Regions from separate parts of the Gossypium hirsutum genome. Here region 2 is linked to region 1. A link is a contact called in public Hi-C data. All regions are on one chromosome and are shown on one strand. Each heading gives the region's core, a stretch centred on a gene start, on an enhancer-like site or on the middle of the called end of the contact. The rest is flanking DNA. Distances are from core to core; before and after follow the strand shown.

Region 1 (4,557 bases), core at 864-3,363:
GAAGGCTTTTGCTATCCGAAGCAGTAGCACCTATAAAAGCACCAGCAACAAGCCCGACACCGGATCCTGGGGTCAAAACAATGTTGCCAGGCATTCCAGTGAGGATGGTCTTCCCATGAACCACAAGGTTCCCATCGTTGATGGAAATTCCTGGCGTGACAGTCATTTTTTATGATGAGCACCTGATAACTGTCAGACAACACAACAAACGACATCAATGACAACTCACGGAACAGATATATATATATATATATAAGAACAAAAAAAAAAGGCAAAAAGTTAAAAGATGTTTACATTAAATTCAGAAACAGAGTTTCGATAAAAACAATTAAGAATTATACTAGATAACAAAAACAAAAATTTAAAGACCACCTATTTGCAGAAGACGAATATAGCAAAATAAAAATGGGTAAGGGGTAGAGTCTAAAATTTTGACCAATGGGTTTAAAATATCTTGGAAAGTTTAGGCTTTTGTAAGGAACATTTCCAGTGCCATGAGATTTTCCAGAAGGAAGAAACCACCCCAATTGCTTCACTGATGTTGTGCTTAACATTTTCTCACCTATCCGCTGAACAATCATGGAATTTTGAACCCACCCAAAACTTATAAAGAACGAAAAAAAATTTCTGAAAAAGAAAAAATTGTGTAAAATATTAAAAAGCATTTTTAATTTATCGAGACAGAAAACCAGCTCTGTTTTTTTTTTTTGTTTATTGGGATAAAATATTATGTCCATGAAGAAAAATCTGGAATGGTCAAGGTATGAATGAAAAAAGAGAGCAACTGTTCAAATTTATTTATTTACCGTGATTTAAGCTACAGTTCGTCGCTAAATTGGGATTGTAAGCTACTTTTTGGTTTTTTTTTTTTTTGAAGGAATATACGAACTATCTTTTATAATCAAGTAACTTTCAGATGGTTTACTTGAAGATCATCAACGGAAAAAAATAAATATGAAAAAGAGAAGGCCGCCGGCGGACCACAATGATCTGTTCAGACTATAAACAAAGCTCCTCTTTTTATTAGAAAAATAAATAAATTCTTAATTTTTCACTTTCAGAAATTTTTTTTTTCTAAGAAAAAAAGAAAAGAAAAGAAAAAGTGTATGCTTAGAGTTAGAGCAAGTTTGGACGGATACACGAGAAAAGCAGGTCCAATAATCTAAAAGACCTTCACGATTAATACAGCAGAAGAAAAAACGTGAAAAAGAAAACACGAACTTCTTTTAGTTAAACAGAGGATTATAAAAAGTTGGCAAAATTTTAAACGACGATGAATTTTCAATTAAACAGATATTTATTAAAAAAAATTATCTGTCACCGTAAGAGCAAAATCATAATTCATAACCATGTAATTCGAGGGATTTATCGTCGTGATCTTAACTCTTACGTAAATAAGATTTTATTGTTATAATTACGTTCTTCGTCAAGCGCAGATCTACTCCATACCATAATCCATAGTCATGGAAAGCAGAAGCTTTATAAATCGATCAAAATCTCAGAATTAACAAACAGGAAATTTAAAAAAAAATCAGATCATAAAAACTCCAAAGCACGTCTCATTTCATGATCATGATCACCACGAAACCAGAAACAAATCGCAGAGAGGAAAAACAGGACTTAAAAAAAATGAAATAAAGTAAAATACAATTTAAATAACAAATCCATAAAACTTTCAAATTTAACAAACAAAAAGTTCCAAAAGATTTTAGATCATAGAAACTCCAAAATCCAAATCCAAATCACGTCCCATTTCATCATCACCAGGGAACCAACAACAAGTCATCCAAAAGGGAAACAAATGTTACTCTAAAAAGAGAATCCACCATAAACCACTATTTAATTTCACAGTTGACGGCTGAGAACCCCAAAATGAACTCACCTATATCCGGCGGGGCTAGCTTAGGTCGTTAAGCAGCCAATAGGACTAAGAAGCTTGAAACACTCTTGACTCCAAAACTTAAAACAAAAGAAAACGAAAGAAACACTCAGCAGAAGCGCACTCCGACAAAGGGAATGCCTCTTCTCTAGAGAGAGGGAGAGAGAGCGAAACCACTAAAAATGGCTTTGTTTTCCTCTTTCAGACAACGGATGCGAGTAATGAGGGTGAAGAAGCTGGGTTTTTATAGCCACAATTTCTGGGGGTTAAATATCGAGCAACTTCTATTACGGGATCATTGGTGTACTGCCACGTGGAATTTTATATTCTATTATTGCTATTCTTTTAGAAACGTTTTGTTTTTGTTCTACAATTTTTTTTAATGAATAAAATAATAATAAACATATTAGATATTTTGGGTTAGGGTTTATTGCTTACTGTTGCTGAGCAATCCGTGACTGAGTGACAGAAGGCATCTCTGAATTGTAAATTTAAACAGCGGTGGAAATGAAAGGGGCTTGTAATTTCTATTAAAACATGAATCTGAATATTTGTGGATCCGTATGTTACTTGTTTTTGTTAATATTTTAATTTATTTCTATTTTTTTTTCAATTTACTAAGCAATTCAATCATTCAAAGGATAATTTATTTATTTAATGCTAGTAATGGTTACCTTGATAATACTAAAAACTAATTAAATACTAAAATAATATCTCAGTGACATTATTTACCAAAATGGGTGAAATTAACAATGCTAAGAGGTGGACTGAAAGGGGTGGCAGCATCGCCCTTTTTTTCTGCTCAATTATAATACATTCATCTTTAGCTCATGATATGTTTTAAAAAATAATTTTTTAATTGTGAAGAGACGTTCTACGGCAACATTAGTATACAGAAAAAACTATTGAACAAAATACGGGTAAAAAGGGGTGAAGGGTACTAAACTGGCGGCACCAAGCTTGGAGGGCATGTGACAGCCGGCACCAGTTGGGGGAGGAAGGTTGTCAAGCGGCACGAAACCCTTATATATTTGAGTTGAACGGTTATAGTAATTTGTATGAAGCGTTGTAAAAATTTTTGTGTTTTGATTTGTTGAATTGTTTTAGTGTTTTTTGTGTTTGGTTGAATGGTTGTAGCAGCTAACAAATAAGAAGAAAGACAAGGAAATTTTTTTTGTAGAAGAGGAGAAAACAAAGAAGAGAAGTCAGAAAGATTTGTAAGGTTTGTACAGTGATTAATTTTTGTTATTATATTTTTTATAGTAGAATCTTGTTTTGTTTTTGAAAAAAATATTGAGAAATTTAATTATGTTTAAATATTTTTACATATTTATATTGAAGATGGATAATCAATTTGCGTTTATTTCGATAGAGTAATTTTAACAACATTTGGTTTTATATTTGAATTTCACCAACAAATAGCTATGAGATTTAATAAAAATGTGTCGATTGATAATATGAAAGAAAGGATCAGTTCAAAAATTATTAAACATTGTGGGAAGAGAATCTCGAAACTATTCTACAAAGTCCCAGTTTCGACAAATCCCATCAAATTCACCGAGATGGAATTTGTAGACTGATGGGATTTATAGACAATGAAGACATAGAGACAATAGTCGCACTTTATTACCAGAATCAGAGTGGCCACACTGAATTGGTTCAGTTGTTTGCTAAGTTAGCTGATGTAGAGCCAAGTGAAGATTTCACTTCATTAAGTGAAGAACATGAAGTTTAAAGATCCGTGTATGGAGGTTCCGAGAACGTCCGTTGATAGGCGAACGACTATATGCATGTTTGACATCAATATTAATTCTCCATATGTGTTTGAGAACCTTAACCCAGGTCTCCGTTTACAAATACATTCGCCAGTAATTGAGACCGATGCAAATGGTGAAGATGGACGTGATAATAATAGTCCTTCTGATTAAGAGGCTGAAGATTATAGTGATCCCGATTTAGACGAGGTCCCGGATGATATCGACGGTGAAGGCATGAATGATGATAGAACTATTTACGCTTCTTCAACCAGGAACCCAAGTTGAGGCATTGTCATGCACAATGATCCTAGGGCCCACATGTCGACCGTAAATCCTAATGTGGCGTATACATTTAAGTTTTCGGAGTACCCCGATATATTACCTGCCTGCCGATTGGCCATAAATCTTGAATGTGAGGAGTTGTTTGTAGGCCAAAAATTTACAACTAAGGAAGACTGTTGATGCGGTCGTTGAGAGCACCAAAAATATCCTATTCCCTGTAAAATAATAAAAATAACAGTAAATGGGAAGTAAGGTCGAATCCTCAGGGACCGGATTGTACGAATGCTCGTTTCTTGAAATCTTAGACAATTTCTTGGCCAAGAAACTTGCGTTCCTGAAAAAATTAAAAAAATAGAATTAAGAATTTCGATTTGGAAAAATAAAAATAGTATTTAAATTAAATTGAAATTGCAAAATTAAATAAATGACGGAAATTGAGATGGAGAATATATAAAAATAATAAAGAGAGTTAAAGGAAAAGAAATTCTTATTGGTAGATTCCAGCCTCCAGTTGTCTCATTCCGCCTTGGGTTCAATCCTCAGCTTTTAAATAACCCTTCTCAACTCAAGTAAGCCAGTTATAGTGGAAGAGGACGCCTACGACCACCAGCTCCAAAGATTAGACTTACGATTTTTAGG
Region 2 (4,557 bases), core at 575-3,074, 160 kb after region 1:
TAGCATACAATTATATTATAAATCTACGTAATAATTGTAAAATCTAATATAAAATTTACCTCGTTATTAGTGGGAATGTATATGGGTGGTTCACTCGAGGACGTAAAAATGAAAAGCGAAACCGTGCCCATGATTATAGTAGTGATAGGCAACCTCTGATTTTTACTTTATTCGGTCGTGTCGCTTCGCACATCTCCTGGTACAATGTTGCTAACACGGCAAACCCCCAACTAAATTTACCAGCTGCTCTAAAATCAACGAGTTATAAAAAATTATTAAATAAAAATTAATTAAAATTGCATAAATAAAAAAAACATCAAATAGTATTGAAAAATTAATTAAAATTATCACTTACCATTGTCATTTGATCGACGGAGATGTATTTATTATCGAGATGAATTAATTCTCCGGCCATTACTAACACGATAAAATATTTTTTAATTAAAAAAATTAATTAAAAAAATTTTAAATAGAGCTTTTTTGCAAAAATTAAATAGAGTTTTGAAAAAATATGATAAAAATTTGAGAGAATTTGGAGAAAATTTAGAAAAAATTATGAGAGGACTTTTGGGTGAAAAAATGAAAGGGGACCTTTTATATATATTTTTTTGATCGTTGGAGGTCAAACAGTTAAGTGACCATTGGAACAGGGCAAAACGCGTTCTTAGGGGAGTATTTTATCTACGTCAGCATAAAACGCGCCTTCAAGGAAGTACTTTGTGCTGACGTGGACAAAACGCTTTCTTAAGAATACGTTTTGCTGACATATCTCTTGACTTTGTGCTAACGTAGACGTCCTTTTAAAAAATTTTAACATTTCTAATAAATAATTAAAAAATTAATCTATTTTTATAAATAATTTTAGAAATGGCGTTTTTCACTAAATTACCCAGAAAGGGAGGTAGGGGGTGATATACAAATATAAGAGAAAAATCATAATTGGAAAGTAGGAAGTGATAAAGAAAGAAAGGAATTCTGGAGCTATCGCGGTCGGTTGATTGATGGAAGTGACGCGATGATGTGGCCGTAGAGGGGAAGCCAAAGTAAAAGTGGGGTTAATATCTTGGGTTTTTGGCCAATGACAGTCTCCATTGTACGGAAAGCCCTCGTCCACAAAAAAATCCCCAAAATAAGGATTATTTTATTAGAAAAAAAAGTGAAATAGAATAAAGAAAAGGAGTTAAATGTAGTCACTTTGTTTGGTTTGATCAAATCTGCTATTATTGGTGATCAGAGCTGATTTTGGCTATTCCTTTCTCTGCATACAAAAAGGAAAATAAAACGGAGTGAGACTTAATTTCCAAAAACAAAATGTCCGAAGACTGAAGATAAAATATAGAAAGCTTCTCTTTATATGTAGTTCTAAAAAGCAAGGTCTGAAGAGGAGACCTTTCCTTTCTTGAGTCAGGTAACAGTCCCAAACCGAAGGGCTTTTGCCTTTCTTTTTTCTCTCTCTTTTATGGTTTTTCAGTTTAAACCTCTGTATTTGGGAGGCTTTTGATTCCTGTCACCAGACCTAACTCCAGCTCCTGAACAAATATATCTCAATAAGGTAAATTTAATGAAAGTAAACCCACCAATCCGACTCCTTTTATGTCTGAGTTTTTAGTTCTGTCAGTTTCTTTCTTCTTTTAGAAACCTGGATCTGAAACATGGGGTCTTTCGCTAGGGCTTCAGCTTAAAATTTCCTCAAATGAACTTGGCACAAAAAGTCAAGAAAACTCACTTTTTCCCTCTTGTTTTTAAGTCATTTTATGTATTATTGTTACTATTTTTTTTTCCTCTGAGAGGAGTTTTTTTATATTGTTATTTTTAAGGTAGAAATGGCGAGGGAGAAGATCAAGATCAAGAAGATAGACAACTTGACGGCTAGGCAAGTGACTTTCTCTAAAAGAAGGCGAGGGCTTTTCAAGAAAGCTGAAGAGCTTTCAGTTCTTTGTGACGCTGAGTTTGCTCTCATTATTTTCTCAGCTACTGGAAAGCTCTTTGAGTTTGCTACCTCCAGGTATATTTTCCATCAACTTCCAATAATACTCTTTCTCTTCTTTTACTTTCTGTCTACTTATATCATAGTTATAGATGGAGAGAGAGCAAAGGGAACTTGTAGTAAGCTTCCGTTGCCATGTCCGGTTTAGATCCTGTGACAGATCTTCCAAAACAAAAATTAAGCCTTTAATGAAAAAGAATAAAAAAAAAAGCTAAGTCTTAAACAAACCTGGTAACATGATATTTGTTTTTGTTCAGATTCCATAGATCGTGGAGGCTATACTACTATACTGATATCTTTTGCATAAAATAGCCACACACACTCTCTCTCTAAAAAGATACCAATATTTCTTTTTATAATTAAAAAAATTCTCGATGTCTTTTTGATTTAATTTTTCCTGGCTTTATTCATTAATCGATTGGTTTTAGTTCATAAGTGTTGGATAAATTTGGGCATTCTGCATTTGATCTTCCTATGCCCTTCGGTTACTGATTTATTGGGGTATGAGATCTTTGTTTTTCCATGGTATATGTTGAGAATCTTTACCGGCACATTTAGCTAAAGATTATATCCATTTTAAATTTACCCACAAACTTCTTATTATTATATTATATTTATATTTTGTTTGGATTTTTATGTTTATTTTTTTATTAAATATTCGTTTCAATATATATTAAAATATGGGGGTGAGGTTTAATCTCCCAAAGTTAGTTGCGTTGGATGTTTTACAATATATTAATCCTCATATGTTATCAGATCTTACCTTTGATTTCAATGTATCCCGACTCATTTTCCAAACTGTTTCTAATCAATGTTATGCAAAGAGCATATATTGGTAAGCAAGCATACAAGTTTTTGCATTAGGTCTAGTTTCTTGCATTACTTACAGAATATTCTATATATTTTCCAAAATCCAGTTCTATCGCGAAATTATATATTAAATCGGGGAGGAACTTAAGTGTCCAAGCTTAAACTTTAGACCTTAACTAAGACTAAAAGTTAGTTGACAATGTTTAAAGCTTATATTGCGAATAAATTCTACAAATAAGAACCCATTTATCCGGTTAATGTCTAAAAAAGGTTGAGTTCGTAAAAGTCTAATGATATCAGTTCAGGGGACAAATCTTGAAAATGCTAATTTTTGGTTGCCCTTCTTGTGTATTTTTAGTGGGGCTGGAATGGGTTTTAGTTGAGACTTTTCTTTTAGATAATGTTGATATTAGAGCTTGCAAAATGCTATGTTTTGCTTTAATAGGTTGTAGCTAGTACTGAAATCTTTTGGTTTTCAATAAATTATTTGACTTGGCCGAAAAGAAAATACACTTGTTTGTTAATATTGCATATTTGAGTACTCAATTTATTTTTTGAATATTGAAAACTTCATTTTTGAATTTATGGGTTTAGAATATTAATTAAAGAGTATTTAGTTATCTATCTCTGTTCCTTTTAAGTGAATATTATATACTAATGCTTCTTTTGGTTATTAGTATATTATAATAAGATAAGTAAAAAAGTATTTATTACATATATTACAATAGTTAAATTTAAAAACAATAATTAGTACAAATTTAAATTTAAAATTAAAAAAAATTAATAATAACTCTTATAAAAAATAAAATATCTTCAAAATAAACAAAAAACTCTTTCCCTTTCCTATAAATAGGTGCATAATAGTTTATTGCTTTTTCTTTTATTTCAGTTTTAAAGTAAAGAGTTTAATTTTTGAAAATCTCAAAATGGAAAAACTTAAATAGAAATTGAACGTAACATTCGAGCATAAATACATGCCGGAATCATTCTTTTAACATTCGAGTTTGAATGTTAAATGTACAAAATGGATTCATGTTTGAGATCCAATATGAACTAATTTTTTCTATTACTAAATAGCTAGTTGCTTTCTTGTTTGTTCTGCTGTGTTTTGTATTCACTTCTGTTGCGGTTCAATTATGTTTTGTTTTGTATTTTTACACACCTGTTACAAATAAAAAGACTGAAGAACTTTATATTAGAAGTTAGATTATAATTTATTTATTTTATTAAAAAAGTAAATTAATTCATATATAATTGTTTGGTTATTTTATTCGTCATGTCAGTATCTAATGGTAGAAATGGTTAAGATTTTTAATATTAAAGATTAATTAATTTTTTAATTTAACATATAAAAATTAATTTATTATTTTTTAAATAAAAGGTGCAAAATACAATCTAACTCCTCAGTAGCTTACTTTTACTCTCTGCTAGATCTTTTCATGTATTTGTGCTGCTTCATGCTCATGGACCCTGTTGTTGCTCGCTCCTTTTGGTCATATATTATCATGTCATATAAAGGAAAGAACTTTGATTTTGGGGAAACTTTCTGGTTCCTTGTATTAAAAAAAATCCCTTATTTATTGAGAAAAGAAGAAGAAGCTAGTTGGCTCATCGATAGTAGCAGTAAATGTTTAGGCTTTGCCGCAAGCATCTATGGATTTCCTGTATGCTTTGGACTCTGATTGCCAATTGGAGTTCAATGTTACCGCTCGCAGTAGTAATAGCAGGCATCTTTTACCTTAAACTCTTTTCATTTCTGG

Evidence for each region. Hi-C and Micro-C count contacts between places; a contact is called where the count stands out from the background.
Region 2: a contact with region 1 is called in a Hi-C map of leaf, with 2.4 times the contacts expected there. The contact joins the promoter of LOC107920922 here to the promoter of LOC107918136 in region 1. A contact is called at or near these places in 19 of 34 Hi-C or Micro-C datasets (anther, callus, cotyledon and 5 more).

What each region holds. Positions count from the first base shown.
Region 1 is chrA01:40,908,791-40,913,347 of Gossypium_hirsutum_v2.1, reverse strand. It overlaps LOC107918136 (probable galactinol--sucrose galactosyltransferase 2), which reads right to left and starts at 2,113. Exons shown (of 14, transcript XM_016847667.2): 1 at 1,883-2,113; 2 at 1-189. The coding sequence starts at 166.
Region 2 is chrA01:40,753,080-40,757,636 of Gossypium_hirsutum_v2.1, reverse strand. LOC107920922 (MADS-box protein AGL24-like) reads left to right here and starts at 1,824. Exons shown (of 7, transcript NM_001327183.1): 1 at 1,824-2,005. The coding sequence starts at 1,824.